Linked DNA regions of Mus musculus: region 2 is linked to region 1. Evidence: chromatin contacts called from public Hi-C data. All regions are on one chromosome and are shown on one strand. Each heading gives the region's core, a stretch centred on a gene start, on an enhancer-like site or on the middle of the called end of the contact. The rest is flanking DNA. Distances are from core to core; before and after follow the strand shown. Region 1 has its middle 14 kb from the start of Gm31146. Region 2 has its middle 45 kb from the start of Gm31590.

Region 1 (6,619 bases), core at 2,142-4,641:
ACACATGTAATAATTTTCTTTTGAGGAGTTCTGGTCTAATGCATATTTCTAACTGGAAATTACAGAATATTATAGTCCTTTTATGCCATTATCATACATCAAATTGAAATTGTTATACATAGTCCAAAAAGGAATGTAAACTGTACTAAAGTTGCAGGAATGTAAGATGAGCTAAGGTTGACAAGGGTTCTACAGTGAGCTTACAGTTTATCTCTTCTCTACAATAAAGGCAAATTGAAGTCAGCATTTGCATCTGTGCCCTAATGGAATGCTGCCTAATTGTTTTAATGTTTCAGCGAGTCACTAGACAAACTGTATATATATATATATACAGTACAAATCAACATTAAGGTTTTACTAAGAAGAGACAGGGAGATGCTTAGCTTTCTACTTTGTTCCCAGTGAGACTCAAGCCCCTCCGAGCAACGTGACGATATGAATGTCTGCTCAGCAAAGACACTGGGCACACCCTATGCATGCTGTGGCTTGTTGACATGAACCAGGGCAGGCAGACACCAATAATACATGAAGTGCGGTTCAGAGGCAATTAGGATCAGTTGTCAAGGCCAGGCCATTAATGAAAGAACATGTCAGAGGAGCTGGAGACTTCAATGGTTGAGGGCAAGAAGGCGATTTAGTGTGACAGATCGAGTCCTTCCAGTGTCCTCAGTGGTACATGCTAATACCAGCCTTAACAACCCTTTGTGGCAGTGTATAATGTGACTAACATGGACTTTGATTCAGCAAAATGACTGCTGCCACTGTTAGTCTGTCTCAGTTTGAACAACAGCAACAGCATTGCTACAAATAATTACCTACTTCCATCCCTCTCTCGGCCACTTAGAGATCTACCCTTTGCTCATGTCACTGCTGTGCTGCTGAACGTTAGGGGTGTTGATTGCTGTCAGTGTATGGGAAACTTCTTACAAACACAAGGAATACTGACTAATAAACCATAATAGATTTTAGAAGGTAAAATAATGAGACCCAACCCAATCTCATGCAGCTAATTCAAATACATGAATTTTTTTAAAAATAAAAGTAACAATGTCTACCGTATAAGGTAATGCCAGGCAGCAAAGAAGGTTGTTTAGCTGTGACCCAAACCCATTAGGAATAAATTAAGCCAACCCTTAAAGACATGAAAGCAGGGTACTGTAGGAAATCACCAGGTGGCTACTTTCAAAAAGAAAGCCTTCACAATTCAATTGGAATTTGAAATAAAATCCTATATTCTTATAACCAGGCCATCAACAATATGTAGGAAAGAGGAAAATTATTTAGTTCTCCATGTAAATGATCGCAAAGCATGTGTGGTTGTGTGAGAGCTCCACACTATAAATGTTTATGCTACAGTGTTGAGGCTACATCAGATGCCTACCTTGTCTCTATGTCTGGAGACTGGCTATGTTTTCTTCTCTGGACTGCCTTTGCCATTTTATTTCTCTTGGATGAGGTCTTTTTATGGCAGGAGAAACTCATTTCTGGAAGAATGCCTTAAATTTGTTCATAAGCTCTGAATGTTCTTGCTCTCTTTTAGGGTTAACTTACGACGGCATTCCAAGTAGACAAGATGCTATTGTGATCTCTGAGGGCTTAAGACAGATAGTTCAACTACATCTACTTATGAATGATACTACACAGATGTGAAGAATGAAATGGGATGTGCATGGAGATTAACAAAAAATTTGGGGTCATGGTACCTTTCTGTGATATGTGCAAACCCCCCCCCCCCCCCCCCCGCTTTGCTTTGAGGAATTCTTCAGGCCTTATTTTCCGGTCCTGTGAACAAGCACTTTTTTTCTTTTATCCTGTGTTTGAATCCCTTTGTTCACCCCCTTTCTGACCTCAGCCACTGCCACTCCTTTTTCCTAATACACTTTTCATTGTCAGCTTTCTCGCCTCTTCATAAGCATCTCTTTCCTCTCCTGAAGTAGTTTAATAAAGTAAGCCTCAAGTATTAGCATAAGCCTAGCCAATACAAATATCTAAATGTTCACATAATTCCGAATGATTTCATGAAAAATTTCTTTGATTACAATTACTTAGGGGGAAAAATCATGTTAAAATATATCCTTTCTAATTGTACCCAACCTAAATGCACTCAGATATTTGCAATTGTTAATAACCTAGTTGATATTAACAACATGCCTAGTATGTTGCCTACCTGCTCCTAAGTGACAGTGAATTTATGCTTTGCATAGAAATTTTCATGTCTCAATAGCCTTCTCTTGGCCCATCAGCAAGTTCCAGTGCAGGGTCCACCCTCAAGTTGGTTTCTGTTCTGAGCTGTGATTAGGCATGGCTCTCATTCTGAGCTCCGGTTGCTCCCACTGTTTAGGGCTGATGTTGCAGCAGAACTGACTTAATGGGCAGCAGGATCTAGGTATTTTTTTTCGGGCTTCTAGGCTGCAAGCCACAGAAACAGGCCTATTGCAAAGTCGGCTATGACTCTCCATGGGTCAGATCAAGGTTTTGGGACTAACTAATATAAAAAAATAACTTTTGTAATTATTCATTTGGATAATAAAATATTCAAATGCACCAGAAGGAAATCCCTTGAGGCTAGGCATTCTAGAAAGTGAACATTTCTGCAGTGAGCAACATTTTGGAGAGGGAGGGCCTGAGATACTGCATTCAGGCCCCACCCCCGCTTTGTCTAAAACCCTGGCATTTCTCATCTGTCATAATGTGTTTACTTTGAGCATAACATTTTAAAGGTATTATTTTGCCTTCTAAAAACTTACTCCTAGAAGGCTTGTTTTCCTTCACAGGCATAATTATATCTCATTTCTTCAATCATTACCTCATATTTTAATAATATGCTGCCATTTGGGCATAGCTATAACCATAATAATGAACAGAGTTCAAAGATCACTATATATATAGATGGCATGAACCATTAGCAAGAAATATTCTACACCACGGAGAGCACACACTACAAAACTCTAAAATCCACTATAGAATTCTGACTAAGGCATCTTTCTGTGTAATTAACATAAATCTCTTTATAAAACATGCTAGTTTTAATAACAAATAGGGACATTTTTACAGGAAAAATAAAGAATAGAACACAAATAAAATTATAATATGAATAATTTAGTTATCTCTTCATATCTCATCTCAGCATTGTGCAGCTATAATGGACCTAAACCAGAACTATTTCACTTAAAAATAGGCCTATTTCTTTTTCATATATGTCATTGAGATTCATATCATCACTCGCACACAAAAACACATAATTAATCCTAATTGTTACCAACACTCAGAAGAAGAGAAATGGAATCTGTGGTTTCTCTCTTTTATGTGTGCTAAGCCTTTCTGCCCACAAGGGCACCATTTAGTAAATTACTTCCTCTGAAACTCTGGCCAGTGCCCTCTTGGCCCAGAGGAGCTAATGCAGTTGCTAGAGGTGAGTCACTGAATTCCTTTGTGACAGAAAAATGAAACTCAGTGACTGTTCAAGGATGTCCTACTTTGCTATGAATGATGACCCAGAAACAAGGGGAAAGGCACTTCTTCTTCGAAGCAAGTCTTAACAGGGAAAACGAAGAATGTGCATAGTAAATGCCCAGAGTGTTGGGTAGGAAAAGAGGGTACAAAAAGAAAATAGAAGCTTACTGAACTTTCCCCATGTGGTCATTTGTCAACTTTGAGTTTTTAAAACCAAGATGATTTAATTCTATGTTACTCTCTCACTGTGTCTTAGTTTCACTTAGTATTAAAGGGGACAGCACAATCACCCTGAATTTTCTGGCACTCTAACCTCTAGGTTCTACTCCCTGAGAGTCCCACACCTCAGCCATCCAGCTGTTTGTTTGTTCCAAGTCTGCCTGACTCTACATTTCCCCAGTAAGCTGTCATTGGGTTTTTGGTGCAGCCATATTCTGAAACATGTTCCAGTTCCTGAATCGACTCCTAATAATAGCAATTTATTCTATGCTTCAGGATATAGATTTGCTGCCCCACGGACTTTCTTCTGTCCCTATAACTTCTCTCATCCAGTCTTCCCCTGTTCCCATGTTCCACCTTACCCTACCAGACAAGTCCCAAGAGGTGACATGTTATTTATTTCCTTAGTCATGGCTAAGTTCTCAAAGAATCTGTGTGTCCTATTGCCTCTAGATCAGCAGTTCTCCACCTGCAGACCATAACCTTCTTGGGAGTCAAGCAACACTTTCACAGGGCTACCATATCAGATAGCCTATATGGAAGATACTTACATTATGATCATAATGTAAATTACAGTAGCAAAGTTACAGTAATGAGGTAGCGATGAAAATAACTATGGATGGGGATCACCACAACCCAGAAAACTGTATTAAAGGGTTGCAGCATTAGGAAGGCTGAGAACCACTGCTCTAGACGCTCCTTGATCCCACAGGTCCCATTTCACCTCAATTTACAGATCATTGTTACTAAGAAAAGTCTTTACACAGTTTCTGCTTTCACAAATAGCTTTCTTGGTATTGACCTTTCAAGATCAACTAGATCATATTCATTGGGACTATAGATGTTCAAAAGGAGTCTTGCCAGTGTGTCCAACCTGTGGTCCATGGCAGTATGTCTCTCTGGATAGCTGCTATGAAAACCCCAAAACATTTATAGACCACATCACCATGCCATAATGCAAAAAGGCACTGGAATTGAACAAAATCCCTCGTTGCGTTTTATTTATTTATTTATTTATTTATTTATTAGAAATTTTCTTTATATACATTTCAAATGCTATCCTGAAAGTTCCCCCCCACCCTTCTTCCCTACCCAGCTGAGTGTACTCAGCTTCTGTCACACTCTCCTCCCAACATTGACGTCTGAAGACCCAGTTTAATCAACATTATTCATCCTTGCTGAGAACCTGTTATATTCCACACACTATGCTTGAGATAAAATTATGATAAAGTGTTCACAGTCCTGTTTGCATAGGGCATTGTGTAGTAAAGAAGTTCAAAGTTACTAAAACATTCCCAGAGACAGAGGCACACTGGCGCCCATGGCAGTGGGGAAAGGTGAAAGACAGAATGTACTAAGATTCTGGTTAGTCAGGTCAGGGAATTAGGGGGCATTCCTAAAATGGGAAGTTTGTGCAGAGTATAGAGAAATGCATGCAAAGGTCCTGTGACATGGTGACCTACAAGAGCACAGTGACACTGGGTCTTCTCACTGCTCTGGCCACAAGGCTGGCAGCCACCTCAGGACTGAAGGACTATTTCCAAAAGAGCTTTAGTACTGAGACCACTTTTGTCCCCTAAAAATGCTACCACTGTATCTTTGCAATTTAGGAAGAAACTGAGATTGAGCAGAACGCTAGTACAACCCAGCTGCCCACAGCTCCCTCCTGTCCCATCAGGACTAACCAGCTCCACCCTTAAGCCTCCTACTTTCTTCTCATTTAGTCTGACCTTCATAACCTTTTCTTAGGCCCTGCAGAAGTCAGAATTTCTGGGTGACATCTCACTTCCATAGCCACAATGTTATTCCCCAGCTGTTTTCCTCACTGTGAGACCACCTTATGCTTCAATTCTGCATCCTTTCCCTGAGTCCTGTGGAGAAGTTTTTGTTTTGTTTTGATATTTTTTGTTTTCCATTCTCTACTCTCATATTCTAGGATCCAGAGCTGGTAATTTTGCCCTTTTCTTTAGAACTTCTAACCTCTTAGCAATTCAATCCTCTACTAGATAACCACCACTTCCCACTTGATATTGTTAGATATTAATCACTGTGGTCCCACACTCATTCACTAACTGACTTGGATCCTGCTTCACTGCCTTTGTGACTTCCCCTGTCAACATCCTTGATGGCTTCTACATGTGAGCAAATAGTCCATCTGCCAAGGTTTGAATGGATTCTTCCAAAGCTCACATGTTAGAAGTTTAATCTATGAATCACTGTGTTAATGGGACTTGGTAAATATTTAGGAATGGATAAAAATCATGATAGTAGAGTCCCTGTAGTGATATTAATACCTTTATATAAAGGGGAGGAGATTAAAGGATAAAAGATGAAGAGGGACAAGGAGGGAGGGAGGGGGAGGGAGGGAGGGAGGGAGGGAGAGAGTAATGAGTCTCTAAGCTAACACACTTGCTTCATGTCACCTTCGCCATGGTATGCTTTGTTATGTTGTAATGTAGCACAAAGGTCCCTATTAGACACAGAGCCCTTCAAAAACTACATGTGATCCTCTAGCCCCTGAAAAATGCTAGAGAAAAACCAACTACATAGATATCGTGTTAAAATTTGATTACAAATTTCTGCTGCCCAATCCCATTAAAATTCCCTAGTGTCATGCCTTCCTTTCTGTTGCAGTGACAAAACAAACAAGCAAACAATCAAATGACGACAACAACAACAAAGCCCAACTTCTGACCAAAAGCAGGTTAGGTGAAGAAAGAAATTATTTTGGCTTCCATGGAACTGTGAATTCAAGGCAGAAACCTGCGAAGAGGAATTGTGAAGTGACACTGCTTGCTGGCCTGCACTTTGCCTCCTTTAGACCCCTGCTCCTATAAGTTTTTGGGCTTTCCTATACTGCCCTCAAACACCTGGTTTGGTACCATTCACAGTGGGCTGGGCTCTCCTCTGAAGGCCAATCTTATAAAAATAGTTAATTACTCAACTG
Region 2 (6,619 bases), core at 2,869-5,368, 1.4 Mb after region 1:
ACACCAAAAAAGGTAACTTACGTGATGGAAGGCCACCCTGGGTCTAATTTCGAAGCTTCCCATTTGTGTCATGTCAGATTTGGGAAGACTGAACCTCACAGAAGGCATTGGTCTGACTGTCTCCCAAGCTTGATGCCCAGGGTTCATGACTACAGTTCCTGGCATGCTCATAAATATTCATACCTCCACTAATAATTTGCAAGCCAAATTCATTTGGCTTTTTTCACCCCATCAATCTTATAATTAATAAGGGTGGTGCTCTTGTTTCACTTTCCTCCAAAAGAAAAGATAAATGAAATAAAGAGTCATCCTGTAAATTTAAATAGGAGTGCCTTTCGCTGATTAAAAGCCGATGCTATCAGATAATGGGGAGGGGGGTTTCTCTTGCTCTCTCTGGTGCCCGGGGGATGGTGATGTGTAGAGCACAGGAAGTGTTTCCAGATGTGGCTTGCAAGAGTCTGGAGAACTTTGTTATCTACTACATAATGCCTAGAAAAACTTAGAGGTCTATGTTAGAAGTGAATTGTAAAAATGCAAACACAAAAACAAACAAACAAACAAACAAACAAACACCAGATACGGTGGTGCATGTCCCTGATCCCATCACTCAGGAAGCTGAGGCAGGAGAAACAAGTTCGAAGCAGGCTGATGACAAGGTCAGTTCCCAACCAGCTAGAAAGTACATAGGAAACCATGCCTCTTCTTCTTCTTTCAAGACAAGGTTTCTCTGTGTAGCCCTGGCTGTCCTAGAAATCACTCTGTAGACCAGGCTGGCCTCAAACTCAGAAATCCACCTGCCACTGCCTCCAAATAGCTGGGATTAAAGGTGTGTGCCACCACTGCCCGGCTATTGCTTACTTCTTTTAAGGGAACGTAATGATGCAAGCATATAATGTGTACTGATTGAGAAGCCCTTGCCACCTGAGATCCTTGTTTGTTTGAGACAGGATCTTCCTGTACAGTCTTGACTGGAACTTATGGTGACCCCCCTGCTTCAGCTTTCTTCTCTAGAGTGCATTAGAGGACTGAGCTACCACGCTCCCATCTTGCCTAGTATTGGGACACTTGGGGCTCATGCCTTTAATCCCAGCACACGGGAAGCAGAGGCAAAAGGATCTCTGTGAATTAGAGGCCAGCCTTGTCTACATAGCAAGTTACAGGACAGCCAGTGCTACATAGTGGGCCCTGCCTCAAAAACAACAACAATAACAGCAACAACAGAAACAAAACAAAACAAAAGCACCCACTAGTCTTATTTGGGAAGGCAGTGGAAAGGGGTCTCCGGTGCTCAATGCTATCTCCTTGCTTTGTTTTTGAGTACGCACTACGTTCAGGCAAGTCTACTTTGGATAATTCCAAGCAAGCTGTTCATGTGAGCAGACGTATAACTCACTGCAAACACAGTGGAAGAGAAATGCTTTCCTCTCCTGATATTTACAAGAGGAAGTAAATGTGTGCCCTTTTGACACTAAGACAAAAGAAAGAATGAGGCAGAACCAAATCTCCTCCTGGGGCCTTCTTAATGTTCTCCAGACCAAACCAGTCTTTTGCGCCAGAGGTCAGATGGACTGGGAAGGCTCAGGGACTCACACATCTGGAGCAGAGGAAGTGACGGGCCCTGAGATACCTTTCGAAGGGGTCTTGGCTAGTGAGAGGAGAATTAGGCTAGTGAGCACATACAGGTTTCTTCCTGGGTAGAGAAGATAACGACCAGGCATTTCTTCCCTTCTACCAAGTCCTTCTAACTTGGCTCCTCTAAGAGGGAATTTTCAAAACCCACCTTGGGGGCAAACTGTCTCTTTCCTCTGCTTTCCTACTAAGCAAATACAGAGCAAGAGCCTGAGGGCTTTGGGGGCCCATGTTACTCTTTTTAGTCACTCAACTAACAGTGGCTATAGGCCTGCACCCCGGTTGGATTAAAGATTTAGAGGTGGAAGCGATGAGGTGGCAGAGTGGGACTAAGTGGCAGTTACTGCTTACCTCATGCCAACATTGCTCTTGCAGCTAAGGGGTGGCCCCCACCCTTAGTACCATCAAAATTCAAGGTTGCTGGAACAGGGTGGGCCTGGGCATCATCAGGGACCTCTGACACTTTTCTCGGGCTCTAATTTAAAGGGTAATGACGTCCAAACACTGAAGGAATTAGATGTAGTTCTTTCGGCTGGTGCCTATCCAGGGCCACCTTCTCTTCACTTGGATGACAAATTCCATGTGTCCACTCTGCCTAGTGGCTGCAAGCCCCTAGAATCCTTCAGACTTGAGGACCTAGGAGCTTGGGAAGAGCTGAGGGAAAGGGAGAGGGAACAGGATTGTCCTCTCCTCTTACTGAAGCCTGACTGTTCAGGAGAGGTGTGTACCTCAGGGCCAAGAGATAAGAGGGCCTCCCTCCTTGCGGTTTCCCGGCTTCCTATGACTCTATGCTAGCTCTGCTCTTGGCCACTGTGATAGGAGACAAGGATGGGAGAAAAGGGTAGGGTTGGGGCGAAAAAGAGGAGATGATGGTTACAGAACTTTGTGCTTGTACCTCAAACAGAAGGGAAAAAGAACAGGGCAGGGGTGGGGGAAGGAGATAGCTCCCACAGGACTAAACAGTAACAAGGAGTGGGCATTTCAATGAAACCAGGGTTTTCGCACACTGGGGGTGGGTGGTGATATTCTGGGGTTCTGGAATGGACACCTCCTTTGTCCTGTAGCTGGGCTGATGGTCAAGTGCCCATGTCAGAAGCTTTAGGCTTCCTCTGGGCACAGTGACTTCCTTGACTTGGTTTGGCTTGGTTTACGTGCAAAGGAAAATTATGACTCCTGTTAGTTTTTACATCTTTAAATCACTATTTCCTGAGGTTTGTGTTTCAGGCCAAGTGAAGTAGATAGTTGAGGAGAGCTTGGGTAATTCCAAATAAAAATTTCCTGGAATGATAATTTGTGTAAAATCTTCTAAGGAGGCTAGCTTTTATATGTCGATGTGGATTGGATTGGTTCCCTCTTTGGCTAGAAATATATATTAGCTGTGTGCACGGCTACACTAATATTCTAAACATCACACACAATTCCATTTCAACTCCTGACAGTCCCATAGTTTACTTCTGTGTGAGTGAGTACACTTCCGAGAGAAAAACTCGGAATGGTGGTCAGCCCCAAAGATGAGTCAAAGAGGAGAGGAAAGAAACATGCCTTCTGGAGGAGGTGAGGAGAAAGAAGAGAGAGATGGAGGAAGGGAGAGGGACCAATAGTGGAGGAAGAATGATGGGTGGGTGAGCAGAGACGGGGTGGTGTGAGGATACCAAGGTCAGTGAAGCCCTGGACTCCACCCTCAAGCCCAAATAGCTCTCCCAAGAGGTTCAGGTCCAGTTTCAGGCAGTCTCTTGTGCCCCCGGGGGACCTTGTGTCCAAGGTCCCCTGGGGGCTTAATTCACTCCTGCCCTCTCCACAGAATGACTTTCGAACCTGGAAAAAATAATTGCATTAGAGCAGATTACTTAGAACCGATAGTTATCCGTCTTCTGCTGTTCGACAGAAGTCTATTAAATTCGGCACAGCCATTACCAGCTGAGCTCTAGAGCGCGCCTTCATTAAGAAAATTAAAACTGTGTTTTTCGAACCTAAGCCAAGCCTGTTCAGTCTCAGGCGTCAGTGGCCACCCCCGGGGTTTCCCTGAGCCAGGTTTTTCTTTCTTTCTTTCTTTTTTTTTTTTTTTTTTTTTTTTTGCCAGAATCAATCTCTTGGACCCGGCAGGTCTGGGCTGGAAAGATTGAGTGTGGTGACAGTAGCTGGAATGTTGGGATATTCCAGCTGAAGAACTCCATCATTCTTCTTGACCCCCGCCTAGCCTATGGCCTCTTGACTCTCCTCGCATGAGTCTTTACCCTGAGGCTTTGCGGTTCACGGTGGGCACACCTGTCTGGGCGTGGCTCCGGGGACACAGGTAGCATAGGGATGCGGTGGGATCTGCTGAGGGGCCTGAGTAGAGCCAGGAACTTAGACAGTTGAGTGCCTGAGTCTGGATACAGACACAAGTGCACGTGTGTGCCGTGCACGCGCGCGCGCGCACCACCACTGCAGCGCCTGCTCTCTCCATCGAATGACACAGAACAGCTGCGACACTAGAGTAGCCAGTGAGCCTTTTGTCCACCCAAGCGCAGGCAGCCCGCCAGGCAGTCAGACGGGCGGTGGCGTGTGCCTCCGACCCTAAGGTCTTGTCCCTTTGGCAGACTGCTGGGCCTTCGGGGACTTACTTGGGTTTCCACTTTGGTTTGGCGACACACCCTGATGAGTGTCACTTGGAGTCTGGGCGCCACTTCTATCTAGCTTGGGGCGGAGGGAACAGGTGGGAAGAGTAGGCTGCCAGGAGGTCCCATCCCTTTCTCTCTCCCCAGACACCCCAGTTTTCCTGAATCTCTGGTGGAGAGAGGGCTTCAGTGCTAGGAGAGCGGGTCACTCGGTGAGAGAGGTTGAGATGTGGCATCTGTAACTGTACAGTTGATTTTTTTTTTTTAAAGCACGGTTCATTTTATATTTTTGTTGTTGGTACCTGTCTCTCTTTGTTCAGCATTTTGCCTTTTGAAATGTTAATTATTCAGGACCCCTCCGAAATGTTCACCCAATTCAAGTTTCTAAGGAAAACATAGAAAAAAAATATTTGCGTATGTGGAGACACTCTTTCTTGGGACTCTAGGGGCAAAGAGAGGCTGCATCTTTGTCAGACTGCCCAGTGATGGAAAGCTTAACCACCTTTTTCTGTAAAGTGTGGTTATTAGGGCATCAGGATTCAGATGCAGGCTTGGGTGCTGTTGAGAGAGGGATGGGGTGGAGGGTACCTACTTGAAAGTGCACAATATTGGTATCTAATTCTCTTTCTCACGAACTCAAATGGATACAAAAAGCTTGCAAAATTCAAGTGACACCAGTCGCCTGATAGCTGTGGACAAGGTAACTAACATCTTTTACATCTGCACAACTTTCAACCACAAAAACGCTGGACATTAAAAATAAAGTTCTTCTAAGCAAGAGGGAAAACTAAAGGCTGATATTAGTGTTTTCTTTTATCCCATGGAGGTATCAGTTGATCCCGTTTCTTTTGTCGGCCCAACTGAGCAAACTAGAAGGGAAGAGCAGTCTCTGACCAGCAACAAATCCAGGGTGTTAAAAGCAAGTTCCTTGGATGATTTTTCTTTGCCTTTAAAGCAAAACAAAACAAATTTTAAAATTTTATTTCCTCCTGGAGAGTTAATTTTGTTGCCAAAACATAGGCATGGGGCTGTTAACAAGCCATTTGAGAAGCTAAGTCTCGGTGATCTCTTTCTTGCAATCATAATCGGCAAGTGGCTTAAGATTGATGGTGAGGTATTTTCTGTCTCTTCTGGAGGACCTTCGTGTCAATTTATTTAGAACACTGACCAGACTGTCAATGCCTCCCAATTTTATTAAGCTGTTTGTAACCAAACACAGTGGGATTTCTACCCTTCCTCCCTCGTGAGTGTGAGAGTATAGTGCTGACTGCTTCTTGTTCTGAGTTCAGCTGCAGCGGGGTCCACTCCCTTGTGTTTGTTTTATTGTGTTTATATAGTTGCACGGACAGCTATGCATTCCCTGGGCACGCAAATACCTATGTACACATATATTTAAGGCGGTCCATGTGTTGTGCAGTAACTTCTCTTACACTTTACTGAGCTTAAAGGGGACCTTTCAAAAAAGTCAACCGCAGTGGCAGACTTCCTCAGAGAAGAATGTACTTTTAAAGTAATGCAATGAACTTCAAAACAGATTCCTTCTCGGCATAACAGCTTGCTTGCTGGTGCATATTTAAATCTATCTCAGTTATTACAATAGTCCCTAACAATATTTCAAGCTCAGCTGCACTTAGCCATCCCTATTCTGCCCAAAAGATCTGGGTTAACTCCCACCACTGCCTTTTCCTAGAAGCGCCCCTTTCTGTGGGGTCCCAGGGTGCCTGACCCAGACCTCCAACATCCACAAACGAGGGTGGGGATCTGAGATGTGAAAGTGGAATCTGCAGAAGAGCCAGGGTAGAGAATGGATTGCGCAATCCAAGAATTAGAAGCACTGGGGAGGAAAGACACACCTTTTCCAAATGCACCGTTCTTTCCTTCCCCAGAGCCTCGTTCCTCAGAATTGCTCTCAGAAAAACCCGCAATCTGATTCTTTAAAATAAAAACCAAAAACTCCCTGAGAAGCCAAAGTCGTTCCGCGTGGTAGATTGCCATGTCTGATGTGGGGGGTCCAACTGCGGCGGGGAGACCCTTCTGACACGGCTGCTTTGTCAGCGTCTTCTCCCAGAGGCAGAGGCGATGGAGATGGGTCGCGTTACCTGCTTGCTTGCGCCTTCTACCCTGTGCAGAAATCCCAGGAGAGAGTAATCTGGACGCTAGAAGTACGCCGCTGTGCACCAAACCCCAACTCTCTGAAACCAAACGGCGCACCTTGCGGTGCAGAGAGATGAAGTGCTTACACTCCGGAGGCGGCAGGATATTGGGGTGCGCTTCAGCCGCTCTGTCCGCGTTCAGCAAAAGCAAGAAAACAGGGTCAGGGAAGAAAAACACAGGCATGGAAAAGACCTGTTTGTGTATGGATACTGTGACAACTAAGACAGACAGACAGACAG

What was found. Hi-C and Micro-C count contacts between places; a contact is called where the count stands out from the background.
Region 2: a contact with region 1 is called in a Hi-C map of neural stem cells, with 5 times the contacts expected there. The contact joins two enhancer-like sites. A contact is called at or near these places in 23 of 484 Hi-C or Micro-C datasets (the MC3T3-E1 cell line, the N1E-115 cell line, adipose-derived mesenchymal stem cells and 13 more) and 8 of 115 datasets of contacts at active chromatin or transcription factors (astrocytes, craniofacial prominence, differentiating embryonic stem cells and 5 more).

Annotation. Positions count from the first base shown.
Region 1 is chr2:114,440,555-114,447,173 of GRCm38.p6, forward strand. No RefSeq gene overlaps it. Among named protein-coding and RNA genes, the nearest start is that of Gm31146, 14 kb to the left of the region's middle. Within about 2 kb of position 3,392, at least 14 of the 459 cell types and tissues checked have an H3K27ac peak or open chromatin away from gene starts, as enhancers often do. A contact at or near this core is called in neural stem cells, where this site is marked.
Region 2 is chr2:115,848,728-115,855,346 of GRCm38.p6, forward strand. No RefSeq gene overlaps it. Among named protein-coding and RNA genes, the nearest start is that of Gm31590, 45 kb to the left of the region's middle. Within about 2 kb of position 4,119, at least 41 of the 459 cell types and tissues checked have an H3K27ac peak or open chromatin away from gene starts, as enhancers often do. A contact at or near this core is called in neural stem cells, where this site is marked.